Regions from separate parts of the Gossypium hirsutum genome. Here region 1 is linked to region 2. The links are chromatin contacts, called in public Hi-C maps. All regions are on one chromosome and are shown on one strand. Each heading gives the region's core, a stretch centred on a gene start, on an enhancer-like site or on the middle of the called end of the contact. The rest is flanking DNA. Distances are from core to core; before and after follow the strand shown.

Region 1 (7,598 bases), core at 3,991-6,490, 370 kb after region 2:
GTTAAATTTTACAAATCAAATAATTCATATAACAAAAATTGATCCAAAATGAGCAAATTGATCTCTCAACAAAAAAAAAATCAAAATAATTTTCAAATTTTCAAAATAATTTTTAAAATTATAATAATTTAAAAAAAAATTCTAAAGAATATATAAAGAAAGTTAAAAATTTTCTAAAATAATAATTTTGAGAACCTAAATAAGTTAATTAATGATTCAAGTATCTTAATTTTTTTTTTCTTTATTTTCCTTTGAAAAAGTTTTCAAATATATATGGTTTCAAATTTATGCCCTCTAACTTAGAATTAGTTATAGTATAACAAGATTTTAATTTGACATGTTTAATTTTTTAATTTACCTTGAACAATTTCACTCGATTCGATTTGACTCAATTTCTTTTCACTAAATTCGAAAAAACTTCAAATCGAGTTAGGATGATGAAATAGGACCCGTCAATTCGATTGGATCAAACACTCACCCCTAACATGAAGCCTAGAACAAAGACCATAAGCCAAAAATGTTTCTAGAAAGAGAAGCCTAACAAACAAATACCTCAGTAGTCCAATAGTACTGATAAATTTCATCAACATATTGAGCAACTTCCAATGGATTGTCATCTTTATCAATGCCAGGTAGCTTTTCTTCTTCTTTGGCTCCATTTCCCTCTAATAGCTGCAAAATACTTCCAATATTCATTTAACTTCTCAAGGAAAAGGCTGAAACATTAATATAGATTGTAGCAGGACCAAAACCTTTGATCTTGTCATCAATAAGGATGTATAAGATCTCCTACGTTTGGCTTTCTTTCTAGTAAGGATATCAGGCATGTTGATGCTAGCATCACTATTGCCATTAGACATAAGATCCTTTTGGCTAGCTTCACTGGAAATTGCTGCTACATTATTCGCTGGAAGAGTACATTCTATGTCTTTCTTGGATGAGATTGCAGCAACAGATGCTTGTTTTTTCAAACCTGAAGAACACTTCGATTTTGACGCTCTTTGAGCATTAGAAGGCCTGAGTGCAGTCTTAACACTTGGCTGAGCAATGAATGACAAAAAAAACTTATGAAGGACACAAATACAGCATCGGTTGCCAGTAAGCATTAAGCAAATCAGAAAAAATAAGGCAATATCATTAAAATATAGAGAAAACTAATTGAAAGACAATAGCATGTCATATACCTTGAAAGATCTTGGCAATATACGAGCAGCTGAATTGGATCCACTTTTAGTAGCCCTAGTTCCAAATTTTAAGCTAATAATCAGAATACTCATATGCAATGAAATTTGCTTACTATTAGAAAGAACATGCTATATAAACCCGCAAAACTTCAATATGGATCTATAATATATGCCAGTAAACTTTCAAGCAGATCTATAATCTATCTTTTTGTTTTATAACAAAATCCCTCATGGTGCCCAGCAAAAAAAAAGAAGCGGTTAGTTGCCAGTTTAATTAAAAGTGAATAAATTCCCATTCAGTATGAGCATGTAGAAAAAGAAAATATTGACGTAGAGGTGGACATTGCAGATAAATTCTAAAATGCTAAAAGACTTCCTAGAATTAATTCACATGCTTTGTAAAAGATAGACACCAAAGGAAAACTGATTCAGGAGATAAAATAGTGAATCAATATGACAAAGGTAAAGACTGTCAAGGCATTTTTCAATAAATTGCAAACTTTACAGTGGCTCGTCTAGACTTCAAATTCTTGGTGGTAAATTTATACTTTATTGTAGGAGACTGAAAAAGCATTTCACTTCTGTCCCTGTTTAAGACCTTATTACAATGTTTAGAAAAAGGGCTGGATAACCAGTTAGACCTCCAGTTCTTGGACCAGCCAGTTCATCAAAAAATAATTTATCTTATTAAAATTTTTGCTTGAATTGACCGGTAGTGTAAATGGGTAATTCCTTATGTTATTTATTACAACAAAAATAATCTAAGTTCAGCAGGGTAAAGAACCAGAATGAAATCAGAGACTCGTGCTTACATCATTACAAAGCTATCACTCCCTCTATTCCTTGAAAGATGGTTCTTTCCATAGCTTGCTTGATGTGAAGCACTCTCACAGACTTTAGCCTTACCTGAAACCCCCAAAATGGGGACAAAAAAGGGGGAGAATAGACAGGAGAAAAATGCCATCTTAGTGAAAGCAAGTCTGGGCACTGCACTTCTGGAGATTTAAGGAAAATAGATCATGCGTCTTACTTGTATTTCTACTAGCTTCTGTAGCTTTGTCCTACATGGAAAAGGGGAAATATATAGGCAATAAATAAATAAAAGATAAAAAGGCAGATGCAACAAGATCAGCAAGATAATATCATGAGAAAAGGGAATAACACTATCTTCATTTTCATTTCTTTCTTTTTTCGTTGGCAGAAAATGAAATAAATATGTTCAATATTGCGTAACTTGGAAGGGCCTGGTTCACCTTCTTCAACACCGGTAAAGACTTCCTTTAAGATGAAAAGGAAATAAAAGCATACATCAGTGGCAGATATTATATGCATTCTTTTAATCAATTACTCCAGTGACGCTTAAATTCACAAACCTTGAGGGTGGAAGTGGATTCTTGGTTGTCCTGAAATGAAGTGAGAAAAACTTGATCAGATAATTTCAAAACAGCAGTCATACTAGCAGGTTTTATCCTGCACCCCAAACAGAAATTGAGCTCAATTTAACATTGTACCTGCTGGTGGCAAGAACAGATTTACGATCTGAATTCTTGGTTGTAACACTTTGGACACTCAAGGAAGTCTTCACATCTTTATTACTTTCTGTTCTCAGAAAGCAAAACTTGCTTATTTGTTGTTTTACTGGTGAACGTTACCAAAACAACTTTATAAATAATAGCAGGCTACCTGTCTTTGAAGTATGAACAACAGCACCTTGATTTAGATGGTCCCTCTCTTTTCCCTATTTTAAAAAATTTTGTGAAATAGATTTAAGTCCTTCCTAACTCCATGATAACACAAACAAAAGGTGATGACATCAAGAGAGCTACAAAGGAGGCTTATTGCAAACCTAATAATACTTTGATTATAGTGGAAAATCAAATGAATATATCAAAACTACATAATGAATTTCTTTCAGTAATTGTGGTCTGTATTATCAAGTGAAATTAAGATGCCATAAATATGGATAAAACACTCAAATTTAGCAGTTTGAAAGTCCTAAACTTCAGCCAAGAACTTACTAAAGTTTAAACTCAACACTACAATAAATGTTACATCATACAACTTTTCATTGGTTATTCCCAATCAACAATTTCTAATGATTGATTGTTCATGACAATCAGAGTATCACTTCTACCTTACTACTTTGGTGATATAACATAAATATGATATCAACAGTACACATGCCATTAGGACTAGGAATTAGGATAGTTCCAGAACTGATTTACCAAGATCTTAGTTATTAGTTTTCACACTTTAAATGACTTGTATGTTTGAGGGGCTGTAGGGGCAGGAGAAAAAGTAAAAAAGAGCTTTGAACTTTTAATCTAGTACTTGTACCTTGAAAGATCTCCTGGATGAGACATTAGCAGTTTTTGCAGCCGAAGCCACTGAAACCCTGCAAATAAATTACTTCACATATTTGAACTATAGTCTAAAAAACAATAAACGAATTAACATACAAATATCCATCTAGGGCTATCATCTTCTTCAGTAGAATTTTGTAAAATTTGGCCCCATGTTCATTTTGGATAAATGGAGCACTTTCTTCATTCAATAACAAAGCAGAGACAGACAGGGACAGTCAGGGAGGGGAAGTTAATGCATGTCATTGAAATGTTATTGATAAAATAGGTCATAGACAGAAACAGAATCAAACACAAAGCGACAATTAGGCACAAAAAGTACACTAGTTCAAAGTTGAAACATGTCTAGACTAAAAATTAGAAATTTTTCTTTAAAAAAAAAAAAAGATAAAGAAGAAAGACAAAGAAGAAGAAAGATTGGCACTGAACAAAATTTCCATAAATTTATTCATAACCCCCCCCCAAAAAAAAAAATCAATGGGCGAAATTGATAAGGGTCTATTGTGTCCTCAAATCTTGGCAATGCATCATATCCACAGCCAAATAAGACACAATGACAACAATTAGATTTCATACCGTTCCAACAAGGCACTTCTCTCATTCTTCCTGCGTTACAAAAAGGGCAGCAATGACAACTAGTTAGGCCATTTCCAGAAAGAGCTAACAATTCAAAAGCATTATAACTGTGGCACTCACATTGATTTAGAGCCATCATAAACTTTCGTGGAAGAAACAAAAGAAGTAAGGTTGCTAAGATCTGACAGTGCCTTTCTTTGAACTATTTTATTTTCTGAAAAGTGAGCGTATAAAGAACTGTAAAAAAAAGCTCTCAATGGCATAGAATGGAGATACTGATTATGACAAATTTGTTGCAGATGCAGCTGAAGCTTACCAGAACTATCGCGCTTGCCTTTAATCTTGGTCATGTTCTTCAAAGAGCCCTTTAAATTACATTTGGAAGTTAAACATGAATATAAATAAATAAATAATGCTTTATTATGAGAATCAATAAAAAAAAGGTAATAACCTTTGAATCGATTGCAGTAGTTAAAACGGCTGCTTTGCTACCTACTACTGGTTTCGTCCTAAAAAAGAAAATGTAAAAGAAAACCAGTTCGTCAAACTATCAAATTATTCTTTATTTAAAAAAAAATCAGACGATGCTCTAATCGAAGCAAGGGCAGCAAACTTACATGGTAGATGCTTCAATTTTTGGATTTTCATTTTGGGAATAAATTTTCAAACCTTTTACACAAATAAGAAAAGAATATAACGAATCTAAAAGAATATATATAATTACTGAATATAGAAAATAGGAATAGATAGAATTACAACGACTGGAGCTAAGTTGATCTCCTGTTTTCCCCTGGAAAAAATGAGAGAATATACTGATAAATAAATAAAAACTGAAACCCTAACTCAAATTTAAAGGGGAAAAATAATTATTAAAAAGATAATGAGAAACAGCACAATTTTCCTTATGAATTAAGAAGCATTATTCTTAATGAAAAAGAAGGGGAAAAAATACCTTGAGCTTGAGAGATGCCATTTTGATGGATCTTTCTTGACTTGTTTTTCTTCTGAGAGGAAGAAAGAAAAGTTAACCGTTTGCTTATGTTGAATTGAAAAGTGGTGTATCCCGCCTCTCTTTCCTCTCTTTTGTCTTTCAAATTGTTTCAAAATTTGAGATCATTTAGGCCCATGTGATGTGATTCTGTTTATACAAGATCTGGCGGGCTGGGCTCAAGTTCAAATGAGGATTTTTTAATGCTTCCGGGCCAACCTTTTTCTTCTGAATAAATGATACTCATAATTACTTAATTATGAAAAGTTATAATTTAGTCACTTAATTATTTAAATTTAGTTATTTAAGCCACCTTTTGTTAATTTGTTAAAAGGCATCAACCTGGGTCAGTAAGCTACTATTCCTCAAATATATTCAGGTAAGCTATATCCTTAGTCACACAATTATTAGTAATTTCTTTTGTTTTTGGGTCACTCATCTATAACTAAAACATCAATTTGGTACTTTTAATAATTCTTTTCATGATAAATGCAAAAAAAAAATTAAATAGAGTTTAAAATTCATAATTTATTTTTAAAAATTATAAAATTATTAATTTTAATTATGCAAAAAATATTAAAAATTCTAAAAAAAAATTCTTAAAATCTCATTATTCAGTTGCAGGACTTTTCCATTGTATGATTACTTTTTTGTTTTCACCTTTTTGATAAATAAAGTAAATTTTAGTTTTTTTTCTACTTGTGTTTTCATTTATAATCTTCATTTCAAAAGCAAAAGATAATCAATAGCGTAATTTTTGTTTTTCGCTTCATGGATCATCATCATTGTAGCTTTCCATCATATTATTATTACTATTATGCCAAGAACATTTAAGAACTCACCTAGATTGAGAAGAATGCCTTTGTAGAAGGGAAAATGACATGAATAACCTTTTTATTTTAGGGTTTGTTCTAACTTAGTATCTATGTTTTTAAAATGTTCACTTTTTGCACTTGAAGTTTTATTTCACTTATCAATTTATACCTAATCAAACATAGCGTATTGACCAATGGTATGACGAGATGTGACGCTTTAGTAAGGGAGTTAAAAGGACTTAAAATCATTATTTCAAATCTTTTTATACCAAAAATAAATAAATAAATATATATAATCATTAAATAAGAAAATTATAAAAAAATCCATTATTTTACTTTCATAAAAAAAACTAATAACACATTAATCAATGAACGTGTAATATTGAATTTTTCTTTTTAAATGTGGGGTATTGATCTTAAATTTATATTTTAACAATAGAGAGGATGGAAGAAAGAATTGGATCATTAATTATCAAATTTAAGGATTTTGCATTTATGGCTAAAAGTAATTAAAAGCATTAGTTGTTATACACTTTCATTAGACCTGATCATAGGTCGGGCCATCTGGCATAGCCCGAATGTCCGCTCGAAATGTGGGAGGGTTTGAGCTAAAATATAGGCCCGAAAAATGGGCTTAAACAAAAAAAATAAGGTTCATTTAAAAAATGGGTCGGGCCTCAAGTAAAGCATATTTGGCCTGGCTTCCCGATTAACTAAAGGAAAAAAATTTGCTCTTTTTTTTGTTTTTAAATGTTATTTTCTTGTTGTTTTCTCATTATTTTGCTACCATTTTACTATTACGTTGCTACTATTTTGTTGTTATTGTTTGGATATTGTATAAAACTTATGTTATTGTTAATTTTGTTATTATTTTAAAGGCATTTGTTAATTTTGTTATTATTTTAGAGGCATTTGCTTGTTCAATTGCATTTATCTTAGAATTATTTAAGTTTACATATTTTTTAAAATATATTTTCAATTTTTTGAGAAAAATTTATTTTGATGTTTTTAGTATTGTTGATGTATTATATATATTTACAAATTATATAAAAATTAATACGAGTGGACTGGGTCGGGCCCGAGTTTTAGCATTTTTATTCGGGTCAGGCTTGGGCAAAATTTTAGGCTCATTTTTTGGACTGGGCTTGGCCCGGGCCTAGTTAATGGGCCTAAATTTTTAGTTGAGCTTTAACATCCATCATGTTCAGTGGTTTTTTTCCACCCGTCGACAATACCAAAGTGCTCCCCTCCTCCTTTTCCTCCTCTCTTTTTTTGTTGGAGTAGATCGCCATGAATTTCTCAAAATCAACACGAAACTTCAAACCAAAGTGCGAGAGGAAAACAAATCGAACCACTATTAGATCATGTAACGCCCCCACGCCCGAAACCATCACCGGAGTCGAGCTTGAGGGGTTACCAAACATAATTTATCAATTTAAGAACTTCAAATCATTTGTTTCTACATTCACAGCTTTCTAGCTACTCGCGCCACAGTTACAAGAAAAATCATATCTCGAGTTACGAAACTCGAAATCAAGATCCGTAAATTTTCCCTGAATCTAGACTCATATATCTATTTACTAATTTTTTTCTAGAATTTTTTATTGGGCCAATTAGTACAGTTTATTAATTAAAGTATCCCCTATTTTAGGGTTCGACTACTCTGACCTCT
Region 2 (7,388 bases), core at 182-2,681:
AAATAAACAAATAAATAAGTAAATAAAAATATAAAATATGACAAAATAAAAATGACACTAATAATGAAAACAACAATAATAATAATGATGATGATGATGATGATGGTAATAATAATAGTAATAATAATATGCTAAATAATAGTAATAAAAAATAATAGTAACAGTAATTATAAAAATGATAATAGTAATATAATAAGATGATGATAATAATAATAATAATAATAATATTGATAATAAATAATAATAGTAAAAGGAACAATAATAATAACAATAATATAAATAATAATATATATAAAATAATAATAATAATAATGATCATAATAATAATAAATAATAATAAGAAAATAGTAAAAATAACTAAAAAGGACTAAAGTGAACTTAAAATAGAAGTTCGGGGTGTATTCAAAATAAAAATAAAAAGGAAAGAACCAATTTGGACGCGCAAATAACAAAGGAGGACCAAAATGGGCAATACCCCTCCCTCCCAAAACGCACAGCACCAAGAGGGACCAAATTGAAGGTCAAAATAAATTATAGGGCAAAATTAAAAAATAAAAGAAACTTGATTGTAAAACAATAGAAAAGCGGAAGGGCTAAAAGCGCAAATAAACTATTTTCTCAAAAACAAGCGGATCCTAGCTCTGGGTCAGGTCAAGGCGCGGGTCGGCCAAAATGACACCATTTTGCACATGGTGTTTTAAATCAAAACGACATTGTTTTGATAAGCTTTATAAATCAATTTTTTTACAAAAAATTCATTCTACTCTTCTTCTAAAAAAAAACTTTCATAAAAACCTCTCAAAACACTCTCCCCCCCTCTCTCCAAGTCCAGCCGACTCTGACATCTCCACCGCCGTCAGCCAACATCTCCACCGCCAGAACCAAAAAAGTTAGCGTTTTTCGGGGATTTTAAGGGTAAGCCTCGTTTCCCTCTTTTTATTTTTATTCTATATATATATATACATAAATAAATAAAAAAAAGAAATAGATTTGAAACAAAAATAATAATAATAATAAAATAAAATAAAAAGATAGAATCACCTTTTATTTTTTCTGATTTGATTTTGTCTTTTTGTTTATTCTTTCTCTTTGATATTCGATCTTTGCTTTGTTTTTGAAAATCTTTTATTTCTTGTTTTGATTCTAGAAAAAAAAAACTAATTACATTCGGTTTTAATATGGCTCTTTATAGCCATATTTTCTTTACAACTTGCTCTTTAATTGATTGCTCTGTTCTTTTTGCAGATAAATGGGCGGTGAATGTGATAAGGGCGGTGCTGTAGACTGCGGATAGTCAGAAGACCTTACGTGCGGCGCACCTAAGGTTTGTTTATTTATTTTTTTTCTAATTTTGGGTATTAGGCTAACTGGGCTAGAATTAGGCATTGGGTTTTGGTTTTTAAGGTTTGGGCTGATATAATTGGGTTGTTTAGTTGGGCTTGGTTTGTTGGGGTAGTGGGCAAAATTTGGGCTGCACGGTTAGCATTATTACTGAACCTCAGTGCAAGTTTGTTGTTTGATTCAAAAACTGTGCCATGGTCTGTCGTATGAATTTCCTAGTTGTAATATACATAAACCATGAATCGATTACTCATATTGAGGCTTCCCTAGAACTGTACAAATGAATTAAATCAATTTCAAATTGTTTACATTATCACAAACAATTTTGATGCCTCTGTGGTCAGTGGATAAATAATTACAATGCAATATGAACTCAATCAAAATTCACATTCAATTTTTTTAAAAAAACGTCAATTTCAATTGCAATATGTCAAGATTATGGAATGAATAATTACTAAACTTTATAACTATAAAATAAAAAAAAAATAGATGAAACAAATTATTTAATTAACATTTTCGAATAAAAGGTTTTACATTTCTTTATATTACAAACCCTAAACCCCTTGTAAAAGATCTTGGGCCTTCACCTTTTTAACCTGCACTAATTTAGAATCTATGAAATATTTTGGTAAATTTTTAATGACAAAATTGTTCATCCAAGGAATTCACGGGGTTTCCCAAATGAGTTTGTAGAAATGATTACTCGTAACAATTTGGCAATTTACTTTGCACCTTCCCATGCAATACTAGTAAAAAGAAATATTTAATCAACATTTTGTACCAAGCATTCTCCTTATAATGCCTCGTTACAAATCGTCATAATCTATATAACATAAATAAATATTTCCTTTAAAATATTACATTTCAGTATTTGTAGTCTAACACTAGGATAACACATAAAAATAAATTTCTGCATCATCCGATTTACAAAAATTATGTCTGCAACAACACATGGGTTGTTAGGTTCATTCTACAATTAATTAACTGCCTCGCTTCTTCTTACTTTTGAGTCCTAACTCATAATGAAGTACAATAAGTCAGAACCATTATCACTAACATATATGTCATTAATTTGATAACTATTAACTACGCTTGCATGTAAATTAATCATCATAATACGTTCACATAAATGTTTAAAAAAATATTTAATTAACAACTCATACGTAATGTTAAAAAAAAAAAATCATGTCAAGTTACTTACAATGGTTTGATATTCCAAGCCTGAACACCACAAAAACATGGATAATTATTTAAAATAATCTAAATAATTTAATTTATAAATAACATTATTAAAATTATTTTAATATTGTGAATCAAATATCACAATACTAACATTCAAATTAAAACATTTATCACACTATAACATAACTATTAAATATATTATTTAAAATTTCATAAATAGTAATAATATAAATTATACTAATATAAATATTTAAAACATTATGTTAACTCATAATATTTCTATTTTTACCTTACTAACAAGTCATTCCAGAATTCAAACTAATCAAAATGTTTTATTAATTTTTTACTATTAATTTGGGGGTTTAAGTTTTTTTTTAGAGGGTTTATTTTGGGGATCGGGTGTTTGGGATTTTTCCCATGCTTGTGTAGTCCTGTGGGGAATAGAATTTCTGCCCAAATAGATACTCTTTGTTTCGAATTGGCAAAGATTCCTGTCCAAAATTCTGCATAATGGCGTTTGCTCCTCACACCATCCTTTTTACTGTAGCAATTTTTTTATTTTATAAAAATTACCTTAAATTTTTTATTAATTATAAAAATGACCTATTTTTATTATTATTATTATATATAAATGATCTGAAATTTACAGTAAAAATTAGTAGAGCCAAAGAATTTGATGCCACCAGTATATCACGTCAGCAAACCTAATAAAAAATTATTTTTTTGGTGGAGCCATATAGAATGACGCTGCTTGTATAAATACCAAGAAAATATTGCTATTTCTGAACAAGTAGAAAGGCCTTAAAAAAATAATTATTTTTTGGTGGAGTTAAGGAGTTTAGCATCACCATTTTCCAATGTGTTAGTGTAATTGGTTTTTTTTTAATTTTAAAACTATAAAAATGTTTTCTTATTGATGAAGCCATTCTAAATGACGTATTATTAGAGTTTTTTCTTAAATATATTTTTTATTTAAAATTTAAAAAAATAATATTTTTTTTACAAATTCTCATTTTTTCCAAAATTTCTTTATTTTTTGATCATTGTTTCTTGATTTCTATTAAAAACGCTCCTTATCAATCATTCTTTAAAAATGTCACTTCAAATTTCTTAATTTTACATTACATAAATTATTTACATAAAAATTATATTTTACAAAATAACTATCAATTTACATAATTCAAAAATTAAATTTTATAAAATATAATTTTACATTTCAAACATTTTAAAATAGTTTCACTTAACTTACAATTTATAATTTTATAACATGAGAAACTTTCTCAATACTAAAAAAATAAAATTAAACGGTTTTGTTCAAGACCGACAACATTGTGTCTAACAAATTGAAAAGTAAATTGTTTAACCACAACAGGAGCGACTTTCTTGGTGCTATTATCTTGTAGCTGAAATGCTGCCGATATTGATGATCTCACTCGTGTGGTTCGATTTGGGATTCCTTGAAACCTTCAAATATCCCGTTGACCCGAGGAATCCTAAATAATCCACCTGTTGGCTGCATAACTAATTTGAACCGATTATCGTCCTACCACAGCCAACGGAAAGACCTACATAACCAATTTGAATTCGTTATCGAATAGATTACTGGCAACCAAAAATAACCATTAAATTTACCGGTGTCGTAGCTCCATCAGATTATCGTTAAACAAAACATACCTTCAAATTAAAAAATTTACTAAATAAAGAAAAACACAAATACTTAAAAAAAGGCTCTTCATGTCTCTCCCGTTCATCCTTTAACAAAATATAAGTAAAAAAAAAATTCTTCAACTCAGATTGATCTGCTATTAGAGGTTATATATACTAATTTGGCCACAGAGAATGACTTCATCAAGTAAAATATTATTTTTTATATTTAAACTAAAAAAATACATTTAAATAAAAAATAAAAAAATTGTACAATGCACTGGAATGGGGACACCAATAAGAAAATAATTTTTATAGTTTTAAAATTTAAAAAAAAAATACATTGACACTTTGAAAAGTGGTGGCCCAAACTTCTTAGCTCCACCAAAAAATGATTAATTTTTTAAAGCCCCCCATTTTTTCAGAAATAACAGTATTTTCTTAGTATTTATACAGGAAGTGTCATTCTACATGACTCCACTAAAAAATTAAATTTTTTATTGGGTTTGCGGACGTGGCATGTTGGTACCACTAAACTCTTTGGCTCCATCAATTTTTGTTGTAGATTTTAAGTCAATTACGTATATAATCAGAAAAATAGATCATTTTAATAATTAATCAAATTTTTAGGGTCATTTTTATAATAAAAAACCTATCATTTTAGTTAAATAATTGATCCCATATTATTTTAGTAAAAGTTATTAAATTTATATTATTTTAGTAATTTTCTCTATAACTATACCAATATGAAATAATATGACTTGACTTAATCTGGAAAAAAAAAGCTAAATGATAAAAAAAATTAAAAATAAAAAGAAAGTAATTAAGCCTATTAAAAAATATCCTATTGAATTTTTAATGACCAAAAAACAATAAATTAAACCCTTTTGTTAATAAAAACCATTACTTGACCGGATTGGCCTTTAATGGCATTAAGGGTAAGCACTAAAAGATGTCATGTAGAAGGATGCTAGCGTGACATGCCATGTTAACAAAAAAAAAAGTTAAAAAAATATACTCATCTACAATGAAGTTGGTTTATTTGAACACATACACTACTTGTTTAGATTCATTCTAGATAAGTCCAAACTATAAAAAAATATTAATTACTAAAAAATTATATAAAAATAAAAACAATTTATAAAAATAAATAAAAATACACATTAAAAAAATAAATTATTGCCCAAATTCAAATGAATCAGGACAAATGATTGTCAAGATTCATTTTGAATTAGCACAACTATAAAAAATTATAAATTATAAAAGAATATTAATAAATATTTAAATAATTAAACACCCTTTAACATCTTCATTCCAAACACCAACAATTCTATCAGTATTGAAAGGTTAATAAACTTGATATGAGACAAAAAGTTACGAATTTTAGATCGAGGGTTGAGATAAAAAAAATCAAATTACAAATTATATTTTTAAGTTTTGGAATTAATTTTTTAAATAATTTTAAGTATAAAATTATAAAAAGATTTTGAAAACTTAAAAAAAAAAAAAAAAGCGGCTGATGCCTTGGCCAGCCCTATTCAAATGTCCTTACTTAATATGATATCAAGGGGAATGTAAAATTTTTTTTAAGAGGTGCTATAATTGAATAATACATTTTTGAAAGGAGATAATATAATTTTATTATATATTAATTTGTAACATTATTACTTTTAAAAATAAAAATTTAAAAAATAAAGTAGAATTTTTTCATATATAAATCTATAAGGACGCTAAATTGTAATTTTTCATGTCTTGTCCCCCTTCTATTCCCCTTGTATAATATGTTTAAATATCTCATATTTGTATATAAAATTTTAATATTTTATTTATATATATTTTCATGAATTAGCAAATTGAATGTCGGGTCACAAAAAGAATATTCATTACTTTTCCAAAATTGTTGGTGTTTCAAATAAAGATGCTAAAAGGATTTTTAATTTTTAATAATTATTTTTTATAACTTATAAAATATTTGTACTTGTGCATTCATCCATAATAAATTTAGATAAATTGTTATCTAAATTCAAATGAATTTCGATAACTAATTGTCCACTTTCATTCTATATGTGCATTTTTATTAATAAATTTTACAAATTATTAATAGTTTTTAATTTTATTTATTTTTTACATATTTGAATTTTTTTATAGTAATTAAAATTTTAGAAATTTTTATAATTTTGCATCCATCTAAAATTAATCAAGAAAAATAGTTCTAATTTTTTTCCATATTTGAATATGGACAACTGTTTGTCCATGTTCATTCTAAATGTATATATTTTTATTAATTTTAAAAATAAAATTTTAATTTTTTTAATTATTTTCTGACGTGACATGTCACGTCAGCATGCTATACTAGCATCCTTCCACGTGGCATCTTTTGTTGTTTTTCATACGCATAGTTAATAATCAAATCAATCAACTAACAGTTTTCATTAACAAAGGGCTTAGTTAAATTTTTTGGTCATTATGGGCTCAATAAAGTGAATTTTCGTAATATTTTTTTAGTTTTGACTCAAAAAAGTTGTACCCTTAAGCTAAAAATAAAACAATACTTTAACTATAAATTATATAAAAAAACTATAAAAATATCAATTAAAACCTTTAACTAATTATACTATTGCAATGACAAAAATTAAAGTTTAAATTAAAGAATAATATTAGCATACCACCTATAGTTATTGTAGATTAATAAATGATTAAATTTTAAAATATACAAGGTCTAAGAAAATATTATATGCCATCTTGCCTTATTATTATTATTTTTTGGTTGCTAACTTATAAGTATACAATGATTACAGTTAGTCTTTAAATATAACTTTACGAGCAATAAATTAAATAATTATTTTAACTAAAAACTAATTTATCAAAATAAATTTGAATCAAACCTCTATATATATATATATATGAGTAAGCTAGTAAAACAATTCAAAAGCTGTAAATCCTAAATCATAACAATTCAATTATAAGAAAATTTGAATCATCACAAATTCGAACTCGAGAAATTTCGACCTTAATAGAGCTCAAACCCAAGAAAAGCCCATGCTTGTAAGAAATCAAGTCCGACACCAATTTCGCCAGTGTCGAAGATAAATTTAACACAGAGCCCAAAAAAGCTCTAATTTATAATTGAACATCCATAATAAATTTTAGTAATTAATATACTTTTATGATATTACTTAAAATAAAAAATTTAAATAAAAATTCTTTATTTAATGAAAATA

Evidence for each region. A called contact is a pair of places that touch in the nucleus more often than the background predicts.
Region 1: a Hi-C map of leaf shows a contact between it and region 2, with 6 times the contacts expected there. The contact joins the promoter of LOC107921005 here to the enhancer-like site in region 2. A contact is called at or near these places in 10 of 34 Hi-C or Micro-C datasets (anther, callus, leaf and 1 more).

The regions. Positions count from the first base shown.
Region 1 is chrA08:21,159,809-21,167,406 of Gossypium_hirsutum_v2.1, forward strand. LOC107921005 (putative cyclin-B3-1) reads right to left here and starts at 5,241. Exons shown (of 23, transcript XM_041074595.1): 1 at 5,076-5,241; 2 at 4,880-4,913; 3 at 4,741-4,792; 4 at 4,575-4,632; 5 at 4,440-4,488; 6 at 4,244-4,337; 7 at 4,124-4,153; 8 at 3,522-3,579; 9 at 2,868-2,922; 10 at 2,696-2,783; 11 at 2,558-2,587; 12 at 2,438-2,462; 13 at 2,215-2,245; 14 at 1,997-2,090; 3 more. The coding sequence starts at 5,096.
Region 2 is chrA08:20,792,135-20,799,522 of Gossypium_hirsutum_v2.1, forward strand. No RefSeq gene overlaps it. Among protein-coding and RNA genes, the nearest start is that of LOC107921180, 86 kb to the right of the region's middle. Within about 2 kb of position 1,432, at least 1 of the 9 cell types and tissues checked has an H3K27ac peak or open chromatin away from gene starts, as enhancers often do. A contact at or near this core is called in leaf, where this site is marked.